2 separate regions of the Zea mays genome follow, and region 1 is linked to region 2. The links are chromatin contacts, called in public Hi-C maps. All regions are on one chromosome and are shown on one strand. The core of a region is the stretch at or near the end of the contact, and the rest is flanking DNA. Distances in the headings are between cores, read along the strand shown. Region 1 holds the start of LOC100126801. Region 2 holds the start of LOC100281965.

Region 1 (5,177 bases), core at 536-3,035, 190 kb before region 2:
TATGCAACATCCGCAACGGCAAAAGGATGAGGGCTTAATTCACCAAATTCTGCCCCTTTATATTGCTGCATCATCTGAGTATCATACAGATGGGGCAGTCTTCGGAAGGGATTTACAGCAATCAAAATATTCCCAGTATATGTCTGGTTTAATAATGAATAAGTTAGCAAACACATGTCAGAAAAGCATGGCCAGCTCAGTTAGCAAGAAGCTGTGGAGAATATATAGGACATATGGTTAGGCTATACCGGTTATCCTAATAACTTACATAAATTTCATTCATGTCATATCTAGCTTTCAGATTCTGAAGAACCCCGGGTTCGTGCAGATAGGCAAGCTTTGTCATGTCATCGACTCCGCATGGCGCTTCCTCGGGATCCTTAGCATGAACATTAGACGCTTTCACCGTAACCTAAACAAAGGGCCAGGTTTCAAAACTCAAGTGTGCATGTCATCCATAACTGTTAAGTGCCTTGCCAATTATAGAAGGTGTGCCTCAGCATAGGTGCGGCCCTTCTTAACCGTTTGCCTTTTATATACAAGCCTAGCAGTGCCGAAACTTGCCAACATACCGTCTTATCATTGGAACATCTGACCGTAACCGTGTCTCCATTGACTTTTACAACCTCCCCGTCGATCCAAGCGACACCGGGGTCCTCGACCCAAACTTGGGATCCCGCCGCAATGGAAGCTTGCGCCGCCTGCAGGAAACACAGCTTGACATTAAAGGATCGCCGCACACCTCTACCTCCGATGTGAGTGAGATGGAATACAGAATATAAAATGCCAAGGCCTGGCAGCCTGGTGCATGCGAATGGCCGCATTGCGGCTAAATAAGGAAGCTCTATGCACTAGGTTGAGTCCACCGCCCATTAGGTGGCGTGAGGTAGAGCAGTGCCCTGGGCACGACGATCAGCAACATAGCAAAGCACGAGTCAACGGCCGTGGCACTAGAGTTCGTCGGAAATGGCACCGTCATTTCTCAGTCGCCGTCCAGATCTCCATTACAACGCTTGGAGCGGGGGAGATGGGCCTCCATTAGCGTTCCAGGTTATTATTGGGAAGAGGGGATAAACCGTCCCGCCGTCAGCGAGCTGCCGGTCTTAGGGTAAACAGGCGCGCTGAGACAATGTGCGCGTGCGCGTGCACGTGCACGGACGCCGCAAGCTACTCCCGGATCTCACGCTCCCTCCTCGGAGCCAGCGCCTGGATCGAGCAGGAGCAAATCCGCAGCTAGCCGGGACGGCGAGGATGAGGGGGCAGAGATTCCGAGGCGCGGCGACCTGGATGAAGGCAGAGCAGAAAGGCAGGGGATCCGAGCGAGCGAAGGGCGGGCGTCCTTACCATCACAGCAGAACAGCCCAAGCCCGGGCGGATCTCGGCGGCCCGCGGCAGGGGACGGAGGCGGCGACGGCTGCTGCGCCGGAGAGTGGAGGAGAGGCTTCACGCCTCCGAGGTAGCGGCGATGCGCAAGATGGAGGAGGGAGGGGGCGCGCGCCCGTGCGTTTGTTTGTTCCACTTCCACTCCACGACCACGATGGTTTGGTTTCCTTCCACTCGGGCGGAGACGAGGTAGGGGGAGAAGGGAAGGGAACACAGCTGCGTCGAAGGAGACGCTTTCTTTTCTTCTTTCCTCCCGTCTCCTTTTGCTTCCTCCGCTCCGCCGCGTTTACTTCCTCGCTACTGCGCCGTTTCGCCCGGGTCTTTTGGGGTTTTCCCTTTCTCCCCTTCCCCCATTTCAGCCGGCGTCCTACGTGCTAAAGGCTCATTGGTCCGCCCGGAAACGGAAAACGCAGTCCGGGAACCGGATTCAGTAGGCCACTACTACAGAGACCGCGTTCGTTCTGAGTTTTTTTTTTTGTTTTGTTTTGTTTGCGGCGTGCGCTCTCGGCGGTGGGCCCCGCTGTGTCGGTGAGGCGGTGAGCGGTGGTGCTTAACTGGAGGCGGTGGATGATGCCGCGGCGCCGCCTCGTGATTCCGTCCGTCGCTTGCCGCCCCTCACAGCTCATTCCTGGAGGAGCGGCGACAATTCGGCGATGGGCATTTCCGGGATCTCACAGGGGGGAGTGGTCGGTGGCAGCAGATGAGAATGTGGGTGGCTCCCACGTCGACTCGGCTCTCCCCGGGAGATATGGAGAGCCTGGTTGGTTTATAGCCAAAATTTAATTACTACAACTTAGGCAGGCCAAAATTTTGCTAGTTATTTTATTTGCGGTCGAAATTTTATCGATGCCTTAAATGTTAAACTCACGGTAACAAATTATCCTGATTTTTTTAATTTCTTCTCGCAATTTTTTTTGGTAGCCAACAAGCGAGCGAGCTCGGAATACTCGTTGCAGTTGTGTGCCCTGAACGAAAGGGTCTCTAGCCTAGTGGTTAAGGACTTCCAAGTAGCACCTCCAAGTCTTGGGTTCGATTCTCCTCGAGAGCGAATTTTCAGGTTTAGTTAAAAAAAACCTCGTTGTGCCCCATCGGCTCTCGGGTTACGATTGTTAAGTAACCATAGTTAGGGTTATGTGGGCAAATACCGACTCTGCCCCTGAGGGGTCTCACGTCTCTATATAAAGGAACATGTACCCCTCAAGATAAGGAAGAAGAGAAAGAGGCCAAAGGCCCAACCCTACATCGTGTCTCGTGTGTTTCCTCTGTCGTGCTTCTGGGAAGGGATACGGGTTCTCTACATTGCAGAGTGGACAGTTGACGCCGGTCCATTAATGATTGGTGGCCAGGGTTCGGGGATTTTCTCGTCCGAAACCATCGTTTCGGTCTCTTCTTAATATATAATACCGGGAGGACGGTCTTTTCCTCCCCGGCAGAGAGTTTCTTGTTTAATTGCTTTCATTCCACCGATCGAGCATGTTGTACCCTGTAGAACTGGAATTTGAGATGGAAATGGAGACTGAGTATTCTTTGCTTCATTGGTTTCATTGTCACCAATCACGAATCACCTTCCCGACCGAGAAACAAAAACATGCGCGGGATTTGATGTATTCTGGCTTAAAATTTTAAAATATATTAGTCAAACTTTGATCAACAAAACAGTTTTTAAAAATCATAAAACGATAATGTAATCTCTGTCACTCATCAAGTACTCTACTGTACCAGTGGATTTGATATAGGATGTTTGTGGGTCTTCTGATCATAACTGTATGTGCTACTACTACACTTGATTTCGGTTACCTCGGCGGATAGGTTGATCGGCAACCCTGTCTCGATGGGTTGATCGGCGGACAGCCTCGTCGACAATTCCGCGGGTTGCTCGGCGGGCGGGCGGGCTAGTCAGCAATCTCGCCTTATCGGGTTGCTCGACGGACCATCTTCGGGAGGCCTTTTAGACCTTCACGCGCGAACTGATTGACAGGTAGACCGTCCGAATCACGAGCCGTTTTGGAAGGCCTTCAGGCCTTCTTTGGTACTCTATTCTCGGGTACCCAACGTATTTAATCTAGAGTTGAATAGTTATTACGGTAGGACATCATACAATCTTTGTCTTAAACCACTGCCATTATGTTGGTTATGCAGGCATCGTCATGGAGGCGGCTAGGCCTAACTTTTCTGTTTGGAGCTTGCACATCTCGCAAGTGATTTGCCAGTAATAATCCATATTTTTTTATCGTTTTAAGTGTTTGACATATACAAAGGGGAACAAACTTTGTGGACAATATAGTTATGAATTTATTCACAATTTCGTAGATAACAAATTAGTGATCTATATTATCAACGTTGATTTCACGATAATAAAGTGGATCTGCTTCGGGTAAATAATACTACATCCGTTATCGAATATTTGTCGTCGGCTAGTTTATTTTTGAACTAAAACACGACAAATAAAAATAAACGAAGAGAGTAGTTGATACAGATGAAGTAAGAAATACTACCCTTTGAAAAAAGATCTAATCAATACAATAATAATTTATATGGTTCATAAATAATGAGATTATATAAAAACAGATAGTTCTATTAGGGTGGATGAAATCTCCTCCTGACCCTACCAGAAGACGAGGACGAAGACGATTATCATACATAGATTTTAGATATTGTATGTATGCAGGGGCGGAACTAGAGCTTGACACTGTTGAATAATTAGACAAATTCCAAATTAAATTCCGAATATAAATCATGACCAAATCAGAAGAACTGAAATAAAAGCCAAATCAGATGATGCGTACTGATTAGACTTACTGATTGTTGGCGCGCGCCAGGATCAGCTGAGTCGACGATGTCAGAAGATCACGAGCAGTCGCGTGAAGACGCTTCCCAAAAACCTTATTCGCCCTCTCCCGGTGCAGGATCTAGAAGACGAAGGGTTCCGGAGACCTGCTCTCCTGATCGCAGATGCACCTCTGCGGTCGGGACGAAGAGAACTAAAAGGCGGCTCAGCTATGAAGAGAGGCGAAAGCGAACTGGGATCTGGGGATGATTTGGAGGCTGGCTGCCGGGCTCCTTTTATAGGGTCGAGTCCGCGACCCCCCGTGCTTATCCGCCCACGAAAATCTCGCAATCAGTTGAGATTTTGTAGCGATCGGTTAGGATAAGCGTAACAGCCAAGAAACCAAAAAATCAAACGGCAAAAGGTAGCCGCGCCCCCGCAAGGCGAGGGGCCGGATTTCGGCGGACCATTCACGCGCATGTCGTGCGCCCGCGCCCTTCGCCCCGCCCCGCCCGGCCCGGCCCGGCCAGGCCAGGCGAGGCGAGGCGAGCGAGCGCGCGCGCGCGTGTGGCTCTCCACACACTCTCCTCTCATCCATGACTTGGTGAGTGAGTGTGGCTTCCATATTTAAGCTAGCTCTACTCCACTAGAGCTAGCAATATGGTGCTATTGGTTTCACCTATCCCTTTGCCATCCACTTATATGGGCTTTTGAGATTTTCCTGGGATTTATTAGAAATTCTTAATTGGGCCAAGCCCATAAATCCTAACAATCCCCCACCAGATCTCAAATGCCCATCTGCAGTTTTCGCCACTGTTCACTACTGTTTAATATACTAGTTTTTCAGCAGAGACTGTTAAGTTGAACTTCCGCCTAGAACTCCAAGTTACACCAACCCACAACTTGGACAATGGACTATGCCTTGAATTGCAAGTTTTGCGTGAATGGGTTTCACTTGAAGTCATGACCAGTACTTGGCTACCAGTAGTCCCCTTCTCGGGTGGAGCATATACGTCGTACTCCAAGG
Region 2 (5,114 bases), core at 2,465-4,964:
GGTGAAGTTGTCCAGGCACTGAAGCTGATCTACAATGATCCAGATGAGGCTTGCGACGATTCCTACAGTCCAAGGAATTCATCTGACCAAGACGGTGACTACGAAGGAGACCTGGTCTTTGAGAGTGGAAGCTGGGGCTTTGGGGCCTCTGGGTGTCTAGACTACCGGAATTCCTTACCGTTTGTCACTATGGACTACAGTTCTGGCCGAATAGAAGGGCCGCACGACCCTCGCGCGGCATTGTCAGCGGGATCCCATGCCCAGTCACCAGTGCTGCAGAATAGATCAGGCCCCTTGCGGATGAAGAAGAAGCTGGCCTCCTTCTACCGCTCTAGAGGCAGCATTAGTGAGCATGGGCACCTGCCACGCCATTGATCAGTCAGTGAACTAGTGTTAGGCTGTTAGCTTCGGTTGACTCTGGGATTGAGGCTGGCGGGGGTTGTCATTACCTGATTCGTGCCTCATGTTAGTGTACAGTTCGTGGTGACCCTTCACCCTTGGGTATGGGTGTTTTCTCTCTCTCTTTGCCTTCTGCTTCTTCCCCGGAAGCAATGAGGATGGGGTTGGCAGGTGCTCTCTAATTTTCGCAAATTGCGGTTCATTTCTCATGCATCTGATTGGTTTCTTGCCGGAGTTCTGGGCATCATGTTGTTGTGACTAGGTGGTTGTACTGGATGCAGTTCGTTGTAAACAGACAGTGTCAGGGATCTACCTCGCGTTGGAGAGGTGAACTATACAGCCGGCTCAGTTCCTCAAATGTCAGGTGGTACCTGTGTTAATATTCTTTTGGTTCTTACTTTGCATGGTCTTATTGCATTTTTTTTTTACTTTGGTCATGAGTGATGTTCGTTCTAGTCTTGTGGATAACTGGATATCATGGTTCCGTGTTCAATTCATGTTCTCTAGCACAAGCGGCCCTACCTTCGGACAACGGTGTATTCTTTGGTTGTAAACCCAAGATTCTTTTTACTATTACTAATTGGAGCTTTTAATGTTGCTAATTGGAGTTTTTTTACTAGACATGCTAGAAAAAAAAGATAAATTGTAAACTAGAAAATATTACAAAGATCCAGTCATTAATTTGATAGGCTCAAGTCACCATTGAAAATAATAATTACTGAACTAGCTATGATCTCTAAAAACTTGTCCACCTCTACTATTATGAGAAATAACATAAAATATAATCTTCTAAGTTTGGGAACCCTAATTTTCTATAGGATTTCTATTTTTCTATGAGAAATTAGTTTATTTTCATATGGAAAATATAAATTCTTTGGGAAATTAAGGTTCCTAAAGTAGCCCTAAATCTGCATCAAAATCATCCATACATACATGCCATTATGAAGCGTATAAAATGTCCACTAAATTTGCATTTAGATTACCCTTTCAGCCACCATGATATATAATCTGAGCATCCTTTTAAATTATATCAAATACCACTTATGCCATTATTAAAATTTTAACACAAAATAGCACCTCAAGCCTATATCTAAGTTAGATAGCCATAGGTTATACCTGCATAAATTGTGATATAACTATTACACGCGAACATCCAATGCTCATGCTCATAAGATTCTAGTTCATATAGGAGTGGATTGATGGACTGATTTACAAAAAGTCGATAATAGAGATTCATACCTACGTCATGCATATTTGTAATTACTAGACCGTATTGCTATTTTTTCAGACAAAAACAATATAGCAGTCTATGCCTGTTTGTCTGTTTTTTCCCATTTGGTTTGGTCTACTCTACTATGCGGGACACTTATTCATGGTCCATTTTTTAAATTATACAGAGTACATATCTTATTAGATTTTTATTGATTAAATATTTACAGAAAAGCAGTCTACATCTATATCAAACTTTTATAATGAAATAATAATATTTATGATGCTAATTATTATTTATTAATTATATATATATATTTAATATCATGTTTTTTTGCAACTCTTTTAATAATTTTGGTGAAACTTGAGATCCTTTGATTGTCCAAGGGAGTGAAATGATTTTTTATATGTAATGGAGGAGGGTTATGATTTAACCGTTAGAAGGTATTTTCTCCATCTTAAATTATAAGACATTTAAGTTTTCTAGATATACAATTTTTATTATGTATTTAAATCTATACCGTATCTAGATATATAGCAAATCAATGTACGTAGAAAAGCTAAAAAAACTTATAAATTTAGGATAACAGTGCGTAGAAAATAAGCAATTTTAATCATATTGAGGGAGACTAGGAGAGCATAAAGCGTCTCTGTTTTTCGGTGGAGAGGTGAAATTCAGACTGATAGCGAGGATACCGACTAGAGATGGCAATGTGTACGCGAAACCCGAATATTCAACGGATTTTATCTAATATGAAGGTGGATATAAGATGATTTCTCTACCCACGGATATATTAATGGGTAAAAAACTCTACCCGTTGGGTAGACGAGTACGAGTACAAGTTGGTACTACTCATACCCATCTATCCATAGATAAAATATACCCACATCAATACCACTATTGGAGGTATTTTCCTCCGCCGAAGGTCCTCAAGACGAAGACATCATTTGTAAGCGATGTTGGAGTCTTTTCTCCGCCGAAGGTCCTCAAGACAAAGACATCGTTTGTAAGCGATGTTGAGGGTCTTCTTCTCCGCCGAGGGCTCTTAAGACAAAGATATTGTCTGAAAGCAACAATATCGAATGCTGAAGCTTTCAGCCGAAGGGCGACAGCTTCGGGTCAAGACGGCGATGAAGGTCAAACATGATGCTGAACCGATGAGGAAAAAACTAGTTAAGCTCTGATAACTTATGTTACGATTATGTGTACATGTTAGGGTTATAAATATATTTTTACTCGGGCTGCGTCCCATGTCTATAAATAAGTGAATAGTATCCCCTTACTGTTCATGTTGGATTGTATCTGCCCTCGCATCACCACCTTCGATCAAGCCGAAGGTATCAATGTAATATAAGTTTTGTTAATGTTCATGAATATATACATTACAGTTTGGACACATAAATGAATAAGTGGATAGATATATAACATATTGTTTCTATGGATTTTTTTTTTGATAAATGATGAAGGTGTGTCCTTCATAATCTTCGTCTGAACATCATTATACTCGAAAGGAGATAATGATTCGAAGGTCGAAGGTCCTTAATCCTTAACAATTGTGTTGCTTTGTTCTTGATTCACAACATTTGAGAATAAGTGACCAACAACCACTATAACCATCTAATAGAGTCCATCTTAACTAAAATAAAACCCTTCTCTAGCCATCATTTGTCTAGATACCAAAGTTATGTAATCATATGATTTGTTATGTGCGAAGTTGAAGTTATTTTTTATGTTTATTTAATATTTTGAGTGATTGATATATTGAAATTTAAGATTTTTTTAACGGATATGGGGTTACCTGACAGGTAAAATTACCCGCGCGGGTACGAGTATGAGTAAGATTTTATACCCACGAGCATATATGGGTAGTCTAATGGGTATAATTTTTTTATGGGTATGAGTATGAAATGGTACTACCCGACGGGTATGTACCCGTTGCCATCCCGAGGAATGTCGATGATTTTTTCATCGAATAACCAAAAGAAAAAAAAGAATGGGCCTAATCTGTTATTTTGGGCCTGTAAACCCATTGCTCTCAGGTCCATTGACGACTAGTATCATCATTAGAAAGCCCACGTAGTCGAGCGAGGAGGAAAGGCGGCGAAAACCCTCCCTTGCCTTGCCCAGTTGCCCCCAAACCCCAGCCACCAGCTATACCAATGGCGGCCACCGCGATGGACCATGACGGCGGCGACGACGTGGTCACACCAGGGGAGCTTCTCGGAAACTCATTAACCCTCGCGGCCGGACGTGGCGCCTACGCCGACGGTCGCTCTGTGCGCGCGTCGGTCACCGGGCGCCGCCGCATCGTGCCGCCCGCACCTGGCTCCGACGACCAGGTAGGGTTGGCTTGGTAGGGTTTCTGATTTCCTTTTGTTTTGTGCGTGTGATGAGTTGGTTTGTTCGTTTGGGCTGCAGAGATCCACGGTGGAGGTGGTGGGGCACAAGGCCCATGGAGCTGTGCCGCAGCCGGGAAGCGTCGTCATCGCCCGAGTAAGATGCTCAGAAATACTGGGCATAATATGGTTTCAAGAATTGCAATTCATTTGCTTTTGTGAAAACACTCAATGGCAATTGGCCATGCTCTGAAATTTCCAATTACCACACGCATCCCCTGGTTCAGGTTGGAGGTGGGGCGATGCATGTGTCTGAAAGTCAGAGCCATTACTCTTGTAGTTGTCTATAGGGTAATAATGGGCACACCATCGTATTTTTCAGGCATCTTTGCTGCAGGAAGTCGTCGAACATAGTCACAATGTTTTTTTAAAAAGCAGAAGTTTCTAAACCGCTGATTCCTGAAAGCTGTCACTTTTGCAGGTAACAAAGGTTATGGCTAGAATGGCCTCTGCAGATATCATGTGTGTTGACTCAAAGGCTATCAGAGAAAAGTTCACTGGCATGATAAGGTGGTGCACTGGTGCCTTCCCCATGATTTTATTTTGCCTTGTGTTGGTTCCATCTTTTATTTGTTTCCAGTTGATGTCTTGTACTACATTTGCTTTAGTTGCTTGCTGAATTCTGTACTTGGATTCATGCTCTTGTTCATCTTGGGGACTTAGGGAACCTATCAGGGGAAAGTTTCTCATAAATTTCCTCTGTTTTACCTGCAGGCAGCAAGATGTTCGTGCAACTGAAATTGACAAGGTGGATATGTACCAATCATATCGTCCTGGGGACATTGTTAAAGCTATGGTTGTATCCTTAATTGACGAAAATGATGCAGTACAAATAATCTCTGTTTTCTTCTCTTGTTATCAACCTTGGTTAGGTTTACTTGCCCTTAGGTTATCCACATCTACCTTCTTAAGCTGTCGTAACTTTTTAAATCTTTAAACTCTTGCTTTGAGGGCCCGTTTGGCTTGGCTCCTGAAGTGCTCCTCCGGAGGAGCCGGAGCACTTGAGGAGCCACTTTTGTGGCTCCGGCTGCTCAGCCCAAAATAGCTCCGGCTTTCTATACTGTTGACCCCAAAACGGGCTTCTCAACACATTTTGAGGAGTCGTCTTG

What was found. A called contact is a pair of places that touch in the nucleus more often than the background predicts.
Region 1: a contact with region 2 is called in a Hi-C map of leaf, with 3 times the contacts expected there. The contact joins the promoter of LOC100126801 here to the promoter of LOC100281965 in region 2. A contact is called at or near these places in 2 of 25 Hi-C or Micro-C datasets (both in leaf).

The regions. Positions count from the first base shown.
Region 1 is chr5:224,087,336-224,092,512 of Zm-B73-REFERENCE-NAM-5.0, reverse strand. LOC100126801 reads right to left here and starts at 1,785. Exons shown (of 39, transcript NM_001349815.1): 1 at 1,345-1,785; 2 at 573-701; 3 at 269-412; 4 at 1-143. The coding sequence starts at 1,347.
Region 2 is chr5:223,900,036-223,905,149 of Zm-B73-REFERENCE-NAM-5.0, reverse strand. LOC100281965 reads left to right here and starts at 3,714. Exons shown (of 7, transcript NM_001368109.1): 1 at 3,714-3,948; 2 at 4,028-4,102; 3 at 4,427-4,515; 4 at 4,720-4,804. The coding sequence starts at 3,769. It overlaps LOC100383859, which reads left to right. Exons shown (of 8, transcript NM_001362171.1): 8 at 1-754. The coding sequence ends at 375.